Linked DNA regions of Drosophila melanogaster: region 1 is linked to region 2. Evidence: chromatin contacts called from public Hi-C data. All regions are on one chromosome and are shown on one strand. The core of a region is the stretch at or near the end of the contact, and the rest is flanking DNA. Distances in the headings are between cores, read along the strand shown. Region 1 holds the start of gzl (godzilla E3 ubiquitin protein ligase). Region 2 holds the start of Hpr1.

What was found. Hi-C and Micro-C count contacts between places; a contact is called where the count stands out from the background.
Region 1: a Hi-C map of the Kc167 cell line shows a contact between it and region 2, with 3 times the contacts expected there. The contact joins the promoter of gzl here to the promoter of Hpr1 in region 2. A contact is called at or near these places in 2 of 107 Hi-C or Micro-C datasets (the D17-c3 cell line and the Kc167 cell line).

The regions. Positions count from the first base shown.
Region 1 is chr3R:6,381,128-6,386,150 of dm6, forward strand. gzl (godzilla E3 ubiquitin protein ligase) reads left to right here and starts at 1,787. Exons shown (of 9, transcript NM_169139.2): 1 at 1,787-2,394; 2 at 3,854-4,131; 3 at 4,232-4,404; 4 at 4,464-4,555; 5 at 4,621-4,814; 6 at 4,876-5,023. The coding sequence starts at 4,021. TfIIFalpha (Transcription factor IIFalpha) reads left to right here. Exons shown (of 4, transcript NM_079522.4): 2 at 1-478; 3 at 555-1,142; 4 at 1,201-1,477. The coding sequence ends at 1,402.
Region 2 is chr3R:5,819,371-5,824,308 of dm6, forward strand. Hpr1 reads right to left here and starts at 2,070. Exons shown (of 5, transcript NM_141337.2): 1 at 1,885-2,070; 2 at 1,134-1,817; 3 at 690-976; 4 at 329-631; 5 at 1-274. The coding sequence starts at 1,962. CG46303 reads left to right here and starts at 2,602. Exons shown (of 1, transcript NM_001347780.1): 1 at 2,602-3,065. The coding sequence starts at 2,711. The coding sequence ends at 2,977. Sec20 (Secretory 20) reads right to left here. Exons shown (of 2, transcript NM_141338.3): 2 at 2,656-4,937. The coding sequence ends at 4,335.

The DNA of each region.
Region 1 (5,023 bases), core at 537-3,036, 560 kb after region 2:
ATGCACCAGACGGCGCCATTGAGGCATACCCCTTGACCGAGTGGTACAACTTCCAGCCTATTCAGCGCTACAAATCGCTGTCGGCGGAGGAGGCCGAACAGGAATTTGGTCGGCGCAAAAAGGTGATGAACTACTTCTCCCTTATGTTGCGAAAGCGTCTGCGCGGCGATGAGGAAGAGGAGCAGGATCCGGAGGAGGCTAAGCTAATTAAGGCAGCCACCAAAAAATCCAAGGAGCTCAAGATCACTGACATGGATGAATGGATTGATTCCGAGGATGAGTCGGATTCGGAGGACGAGGAGGATAAAAAGAAGAAGGAGCAGGAAGACAGCGACGATGGCAAGGCCAAGGGAAAGGGCAAGAAGGGCGCAGACAAGAAAAAGAAAAAGAGGGATGTTGATGACGAGGCCTTCGAGGAGTCGGACGATGGTGACGAGGAGGGCAGAGAAATGGACTACGACACCAGCTCCAGTGAAGAGTATGTGCCCCAAACGATTCTGATAATGGCAATACAATTTGGACCACATCTACTAATTTCTTATACCCTATTCTAGCGAACCAGATCCAGAGGCAAAGGTGGACAAGGACATGAAAGGCGTGGCCGAGGAAGATGCGCTCCGCAAGCTGCTTACCTCCGATGAAGAGGAGGATGATGAGAAGAAGTCTGATGAGTCGGACAAGGAGGATGCCGACGGCGAGAAAAAAAAGAAGGATAAGGGCAAGGACGAGGTATCCAAGGACAAAAAGAAGAAGAAACCCACAAAGGACGACAAGAAGGGCAAGTCGAATGGCAGCGGTGACTCGTCCACAGACTTCAGCTCTGACAGCACAGACTCCGAGGACGACCTTAGCAACGGACCGCCCAAGAAGAAGGTCGTCGTCAAGGACAAAGACAAGGAAAAGGAAAAGGAGAAAGAGAGCGCTGCGAGCAGCAAGGTCATCGCCAGCAGCAGCAATGCCAATAAATCTCGCTCGGCCACTCCAACGCTCTCGACGGATGCCAGCAAGCGCAAGATGAACAGCTTACCCAGCGATCTCACCGCTTCGGACACAAGCAACAGTCCCACCAGCACGCCAGCAAAGAGGCCTAAGAACGAGATTAGCACATCGCTGCCCACTTCCTTCTCTGGCGGCAAAGTAGAGTGAGTAAAGCCGTGATATACTGGAATTCCTAATTCTAATTTCATGTATTTTGTTTAGGGACTACGGCATCACCGAGGAGGCGGTGCGTCGGTATCTTAAGCGAAAGCCCCTGACCGCCACCGAGTTGCTCACCAAGTTCAAGAACAAGAAGACGCCTGTCTCCAGCGACCGTTTGGTCGAGACCATGACGAAAATCCTGAAGAAGATCAATCCCGTCAAGCACACCATCCAGGGGAAAATGTATCTCTGGATCAAGTAGCCCGCAGTCATGTGATTTTAATGTTTCATAACTCAAATGCATTATTGTTCAACACAAAATATAAACGCACCACTGAAAATCGGTTAATTTTCTTGGTTAATTCGAAAAGGCAAGTAGTATTTTGCACAGAAACTGATTTTAACCAATTCATTGTATTTGTACTTCTAGAATCTTAAAAACTAGTTATTAATGCTATATCTTAGTATTATATTTCTATATGGTTTCAGGTTCTGAAGTTGAGAATTCTAAATTCTGTACAATGATCTGAAACAGTTGCTGAGAATACTGGATTTTAATATTTTTAAAATTTTAGTCGATAGCTATCGAAATATGGGAGTAATCGATGTACGAAAACATCGCCGTCAGGAAGCCAGCAGCAGCTATACATCGATTTAGTTCCAGCTCTAGCCCTGTATATGTGTCTGTGTTCGGGTGGGATGTAAATTCTAATATCCGATAATTAGAAAAGTGAACCAAACCCAAAGCGTTCTTATCGCGACTGTCATGCTCTTTTCGCAGCCACTGCGCTGTCCCCGCTGAACCACGACCACCAACTAAAGGAACCCGAGGAGTCCGAGCCCCAAAAGGGAGCAAAACAAAGTACAACGCAATACCAGTGCGATGGCGACGAGTGAGGAGGCGAGCGAGTGCTGAAAAAATAGGATTGGATACAGGAACTGGCCAGAAGTCGCTCCAAACGGTCAACTAAGAGCACGAGAAGCCCTAATCAAGTGAGTGACCAGTGGATTTACGCGAATGGGCGTCGGGAAAGCAAAAGGAAATCGCTCAGCTGCTTTGTTGTTGTGCTAATTGAACGCACACAAGCACAGTAGCAGGCACGCACACAGAGGCGCCTAAAAAAAACAACAAAAGCGAATATACGAAATTTAAGTGCAATAACTTGTGGGCTGCTGCCTCCAATCGAGGCCGCTTTTCACCTGTAACCCACCGTTGTACACCATTCAGGAAACACCTGCCTAGTGCCTATGTATGTATGTATGCGTGTTTGCGTGAGCGTATGCCCTCCCCCAAAAAGGAAAACCTTGAAACCACACTCGTGCCTTGTAAAGTTCAAGGTGTGTGTGTGTGCGCGTGTTTGTGTGTTGGTGGGTGGGTGCTGCGTACGCTGTGTAATGTGTAAATTGATATCGGCCTTCCAAACAAAGCGAATTAACGCGAATTGCATTCCTCGTCGCTAAACATTCAATCCGTATGTCAGGATTGTTTAAAACAATCCAGTCAATACATATGTATCTCTACATATCCAGATAGCTACTCTAGCTTTTTTGCAAGCGCTTTTGCAAGGAAAATTATATACAAGTTTTGAAAATTGCGAAATGACCATACTATTAATTGGCAAAAGATCGCCAAGTTGCTAAAAAATTGTGTAGAAACATATGCGATAGTAACCAACATTTTAATAATTTGTTGAACTACTTGTTTGTCAAAGGAATAGCATTCTAGTTGAAATCATCTTAAAAACAAACTCCTTCTACACCGTAGTCGTTTCTTTATAACATGCCATGAAATGGAAATAGAATGTTACATGGTAGGATCACCAACTCATACCTGAATGCAAAGACTGTTGGGCAATCCGTAGGGCGTAATTCTATTAAACGCACGCGCCTCCCCAGATTGAATTTCTCATTGGAACAACGAATGTCGGCCTCCCATTTATTGTTTAACCATCCAATAAAAACAAAGTCACGTTCTCATTGGAGCCTTTGCTCCGATTGTCTACCGATGTGCTAATGCCAGTGACGTTTTCTTTGTCAAATCGTAACTTTAATAAACATTTTGTGACATATTTGCACACCTCCCCTCGGCTGTGTATTAGCAGAATTTGTAATATATGTACGAATAGAAACTTTCCACTTTTTCTGCCCCAACTGTGGACCGACGGTGCGTCGACGCTAAATAGTTAAATGTGCATGCGGTCTGGGTTCTGGTTTTAGCATGGAGCGGTGTTCGTGACTCATCAACCTATTTGTTCCGACTACAGCAGCTGCCGCCCAAGATCTCGGCCACTATTATTTGATCGCGATAAAATTAATTGATGGCAAATTGAGTACAATAGCAGCCAAGGAGCGAAACGCGTTGATTTTTCTGTTCTGTTTGAAGTAACCATTAATGCATTCGCGAAAACCCGAACGAACCGTCGTCTGCCTGACTGTGTCAACAAACAAACCAGCTGTAAGTGCAGCGTGACTGAAGAAACGCAAATTTTTTCAGAGTAAGCAAATCAACAATACCCCCAGTTGGCCGTTTATCTTATCAGCTGAGCTCTTTGTTGCCATGGCCTCGTAGGCGGAGAGGTTTACGCCTAGGTTGACTACACGCAGGATAATACTCGAGTTGCAAAAATTATTATTATTATTTATATAAATAGTTATAGCACCCAAATAAATAATCATTCATAATATGTTAAAAAACATTTTCTTTTGTTTTAAGTCCGAAGTCCAAGCGCACAGAATCGCTGGCGGTGGGACACAGATGAGACATGCGAATGGTGCGGATGTTGAAGACAAATCGCTACAGCACTGGACATAGCGGACTAGAGCAATAACAGTACAGACCAAGTCCCGATCATCTCCAGAACGTGTGTCCTCCGCGACAGAATGTCCAAGAGAAGTTGCCAGATACTCACCCTGTTGGGCTTGTGCCTGGTCTGTCATGAGGCGACCTTGGTCGGGGGCCACGTGCTGGTTTACCGGAAAGCAACCAGCCAGGCAAGTTCAATTAATGACAAGTTTAACTTGCTAATATTTTAGAAATATTATTACAAATTGCAAATACTTATTACGCCCATCGTATATTGTTTACTCACAGTTGATCGAGGAGTTCAATGATCTGCCAGCTCAATTCGGTCCCAATCTGCCTTCAAATGGTCTCAAAGTGTATGTGGTTCCCGCTAGGCGCCCTTATTACGGTTGTGATAGCCTGGACAGACCACCGCACCTGAAATACCCACCCTCAGCCAAATTTGTGGCACTTGTAGCGCGGTAAGCTATATGTGGTAGATATAAACACTTCAGTTCGACCTAACTCAAATCTTTTGTAGTGGCGAATGCGTCTTTGAGCGTAAGATACGAGTGGCCCAGAATGCGAGTTATTCTGCTGTGATTGTTTACAATAATGAAGGCGATGACTTGGGTAAGTGATTACACATAGGTGCTCAGGTCTAAATATGATTTGTTTAAACCCATATTCAATTACAGAGCAAATGTCCGCCGAAAACATAACGGGTATAAGAATACCCTCGGTTTTCGTGGGCCACACGACGGGTAAAGCGCTGGCCACTTACTTTACGACCGAGGTGGTGCTAATCATCAACGATGAGCTGCCCTTCAATATCAATACACAGTTAATATTGCCGTTTTCCATTCTGATCGGTATGTGCTTCATCATAATGGTAAGAAATCTGGAGTTTTAACGCTGTTTTACACAACTGAATTGCTTTGATTGCCGAACAGGTTATCTATATGATCTACAAGTGCATCCGCGAGCAGCGCCGCTTGCGTCGCCATCGACTGCCAAAGAGCATGCTGAAGAAATTGCCAGTGCTCCGATATACCAAGAACAACGCAAACAACAAGTACGACACCTGTGTGATCTGTCTGG
Region 2 (4,938 bases), core at 820-3,319:
AAGGGCAGCAGGTTTGGGCTCTTTGTCCCGGATGAGACGTTTGCGCACTTGCTCAAGATAATCGGAGATCTTGCTCGATGGCTGAGAGAGCGACGTAAAGAAGTGCGGTGTTTGGCGGGCAAGCAAGCGCAGAGCTCGCCACTCAAAAGCGGGATCAACCTTTTCGTGCGGCGTTTCTAAATATGTCTCCAGCAGCGGTAGGAAGTTTCGCTGTTCACTTTTGCAGGCCTGCAAGTTATCTGGAGAGTAGTTCCACAAACGTGTTAGGTTGTCACTGGAAGTGAAATATTTTAGAACTGGCTTAGTTTGACTTACGTTCGATACTTACTTTCCCAAATAAAACTTGCCGCTGCGGGAAGCATCGCGCAGTGCATCGCCCAATGGACGGCGCGGTCTTTTATTGGGAGTTGGCTTCGAGTCCTCTTCGCTGAGAGTTGGTTCCTCGGGCTTCTTGAATTCCTTGCAGCCTTCGTTCTTCCAGTTGTTCCACATCTCTTCGCGGGCCAGCATGTGATACACTGTCCGTGAAAACCGCTTACCGTACGGTGGTGTCTCCTCTAGCAACTTATAAACACGCGACTCTGTTTCCTTGATAAAGTCCGCCTGGTCTGCAGTCAAGGTTTGAGTATCACTGAAAGTACAATCATTAAAGTTTGTTCGTTTTCCCTGGACTTTCTTCATATTCGAACCTTTTAAACTTTACACTGACTTGCAGGTACTGAAATAGAATTAGAAACTGCACCAGAACAGCACGTCGAAAATTAGCGTCGGAGAGCTGCAGAGCCAAAAGCTTGGGATTGGTTAGAAACTTGGCGAAGAAGTGATTCGCCTTGATGACGGAAGACACCGCCGTGGTGTCTACTGCCTCCTCGTCCACATCCATTGCTTGGTCAGTACCGCTCGCATTTTCGTTGCTACTTTGGCGCACGTCTTCCAGCTTGAAGCTCGAGAAGGACTGTAGTATGTTGTCAGCGTGCTGGAAGGGGAAAGTAACAATATATGAATATGAACCAACATGGGGCAGGATTATTAATAACCAATATTTATGAGCAAGCTAGCTGGCAAACATCTTTGATCTCTTTCCAAGATATATATATATTCTACAATTGTAATTGTGCCAAGCCACTGCTTACCATCTGGAACATCTTCCACTGCGGCTTATTGTAACACTGGTTGGGATTTCGGAAAAAGTCCTGCAGCGACCAAAACTTGCAGTACAGGTCGTAGTCGATCTTTAGGGGGATGTCCTCAGCGGTATCCTCCAGCTCCTTGTTGTCGCTTTCGTCGTGGTCTTTGCTGTCCAGACCGTACTCCGTAAAGTTGTCCAGGTTGAATTCGGAGACGATGTTGAGGCCAGACCGCTCCGAAAAGGGAAAGAACTTTGAGAGGAAAAGCTGGATGCGGCCACAGAAGACGGTGTTCTGGGTGCGCGAAAGTCGACGCAGCAGGTCGTTGCACATGCGTAGAATGTTGTTCTTGCATGAGGAAAAGAAGATCTCCTCCTTCCACACCTCCACCATATCCTCGACAAACTGAAATATCTTCTGGCACTTGTCCAGAGTGACCACGTCGAAGGTGTCGATCAGCAGAACCACGGGTATGGTGTTGGACACAATCTCGGCCCGCGTGGCTTCCACGGAGAGGCGTACAAGCTCTCCAATGCGACTCACATCTTCGTCCAGCCGCTTCATCAGGAGCACGCGGAACGCGTGGTCCATGGGTAAGCGCTTGTCGTGCTCGGTGTTGGCCGGGAATCTATTGTACTCCTTGACCAACAGCTCCACTTTGCCGTCGGTGATGGCCAATTCAAGGGCTTTCTGAAAATTATTATTTTCTATCAGATCGGAACATTGCCGGTTTCGGGGCCATTCATCAACGTTTTACCTCAAACGCCGACTGTAGCGCAAAGTAGTTGGCCAACTTCTCCGGAGCCGTGTTAGCCACTTCTACGGCGGTGCTCATATTGATTTAAATAATATTTTTGGCGACAACAGATAAAAACAATAAACTAATTTGTTTTTTCAATCAAAACATCACGAGTGCTGCCAACTCGTTTTGGTTAGTATATAATGCGCCGCTATAGTACTTTAAAGACCAAAAAATCGATGACAAATCGATTATAATTTTTTTTAGGCGCCTGTAAGTTAGTTTTTTTAAAAAAGTGTTTTTTTTTTTTTGTTAGCAAAATTTGTCCTTTTGCACCACATAAACCTGTTTTTGAAACACCAATTAGGTAATGAGGGTTTTTAGGTCCTATTCCTTAGAACATAATACTCTGTTTGTAAGCTTTTTTTTTCTTATTGACCCGAAAGACTTTTAAAAAAGCAACTACATAATATTTTTGTTAAATTGGTAACAAATATAATGAAAAAATATATTATTTTATTCTTCACTGCGATAAATAAAAATTGCATTTTAAATGCATTTCTCAAAATCGAATTTTTCTTATTAAACGTCAAAAACCACACATTGAATAAACTTTCATCATACATCAATTTAAAGGCCGAATGGTTTGTAGATAACGATAGCATTGAGCTGGGGCACGCGAACACTCCCGCTATCAGCTATTCCGACAATCACGCATAGATTTCAGATTCCAATTACTTTCCCACTGTGTGCGAGGTCGCACAAGCTTCATAAGTGCGCCAGGCGTATACAATGAGAATCGGGTACGGCTTTATTCCAAATCTTAAGCTCAGGCGAAGTGGCCATGCGCAAGTCGATTATATACATTCTGCTGTGGATTCTGGGGCTAAGCAGATTCTGCAGCAGCTCTGTGCTTAAAGAATTTTTTCCCGACTACAACTACCACAGGCCTTCTTGGTTCCAGTTCTATCCTGACTATTACAACAGAGGTTATTCCCAGCCACAGCCAGAAAGGCCTGCAAAATCGGCGCGGTCATACAAGGACATCTGCAGGTTGGTCAACACCAACGGATTCACAAACCCCGGAGGAGTGCCTAGGTGCCCTTACTAACTTGCTTAACATTTTTATCTACATATACAACACTCATATATTCTAAATAAAAATAAATTGCATTTACCATACTATACTAGGCTGTACCAAAGACACTAGAATAACAAGATGCGTAACGGCCATACATTGGTTTGGCACTATGCAGCCACTTTTTTGGTGACGGCCAAAATTACTCTCTTTCCGCTCACTCCCGCTTAGAGCGTAAGAAATCTAAAAATATAATTTGCTTGCTTGTGTGAGTAAAAACAAGAGACGAGAACGCGTATAAGTGTGCGTGTTGTGCTAGAAGACGATTTTCGGGCCGAAATCAATTCTGATCGAAGAAACGAATTTACATGGTACATATTAGGGTAGTTTTTGCCAATTTCCTAGCAATATGATAAAATAAAAAATTTTTAAAAATTCGCGCCCTGGCTATTATAATTTTAAAGCTTTTTTAAATTTCTTTGTTAAAATCGCCGCTCGAATTAGCTACCGTTTACACATTTGTATTTATGTTTAATTCTAATTTGTCTCTCATCTGACAATTTTTTAAAACCGAAATATTTTTTTTGAAACACTTTTAATGTTAATGTTACATCATATTAAGTCAAATGATTTAATAAATATACTAAATAATTAAATATGCAATTAAATTAAATTGCAAAAGTAATATCAAAGACAATAGAATTATTCTAGTGTCTTTGCTTTGTTCATATCTTGAGGCACGAAGTGCGGACACAAGCACTCAACAATCATTGCCTTATTAATTTTTCACACGCCGCAAGATGAATACTCTAATGACAAATATTCTTATATAAATTCATTTTTGAAATTTATTTTTGTGATAATATGTACATAGATTTGACTATTTCTAATCTATTTTCAAATAATAATAACGTTAAGGCAATGCAAAACAAGAATTTTTCGCATGGTGCCAATTGATAAAAAATAATATAGATTTAAAGCCAAAGAACTTCTAAGGTGAAGGGCATATTTTGTCAAATTTACAATGCATGTGAATACGTGTGCACACATACAGATGTCTGCTATCACTTTGTGCGTTGAAAAGAGCTGTTCGCTGTAGCGCTCTTCGCTCTCTCGCTCTCTAACAAAAATTCGAGAGAGCCTGGAGCCACCTCTAGAGCCACGGCCAAAAAATCGTGTGCCAAAAAATCGTATGGCGTTACGCATCTTGTTATTCTAGGGTCTTTGGCTGTACCACGTTTACAACTTAGGCAAATCACTAAATAATATAAATATAGGAGCTGTGCTTACAAGGTATGGTCATGTGCTAAGCTTAATCTAGCTATACCTAGACAACAGAAGCGACAACCTTAAGCTATTTTGGGAACGGGTTTTGTCCATTTGTGGAGTCTTAGAAGAGTCGCTTTTGGACGATGTAAAAGACACAGGCGAGGAACAAGGAGAAGGCGAAGAAGAGCAGCATTTTGTCAGTGCACTCGCGTCGTCCGTACTTTTTGAGCAGCTTGCCGGACATGCTAATGCTGCCGGCCGTGTGGTGCAGTTCGTCGCTGGTGGCCTCCACATTTTGCGACGAGGCCACGAGCGTTTCCAGGGTGATGGCGCTCTTCTGGGTGGTCTCCGAGAGGTGCCGCGATATAGCCAGCATCTTCTCGGTCACGTCGTTCTCCTGCGAAACCAGACTGCCCTGGTTGTGCCGCGCCCGTGTTGTGGTTCGTTGGCGTAGCTCACTCTCGCCGGTAATGGCCATTAACTCCTCCCGATTGGCCTTCTCGATCTCCAGCATCGTGGACACGTTTGCTTTTCGGAACGCCTGCAGCGTTTTGGAGAACTGATCACGGTGGTCGTCCACTTCATTGGCCAGCGCAGAGTCTGCCGTGTCCCGCGCCCAGTCGTCCAGCCGCTCGATGCTTTTGCGGATAGCAGACAGTTTGGAGCGGCCCGCTTCGTTCAGCTCCTCGAGTTCGGCGATGGAGGTGCGGCTGTTCAGGATGTCC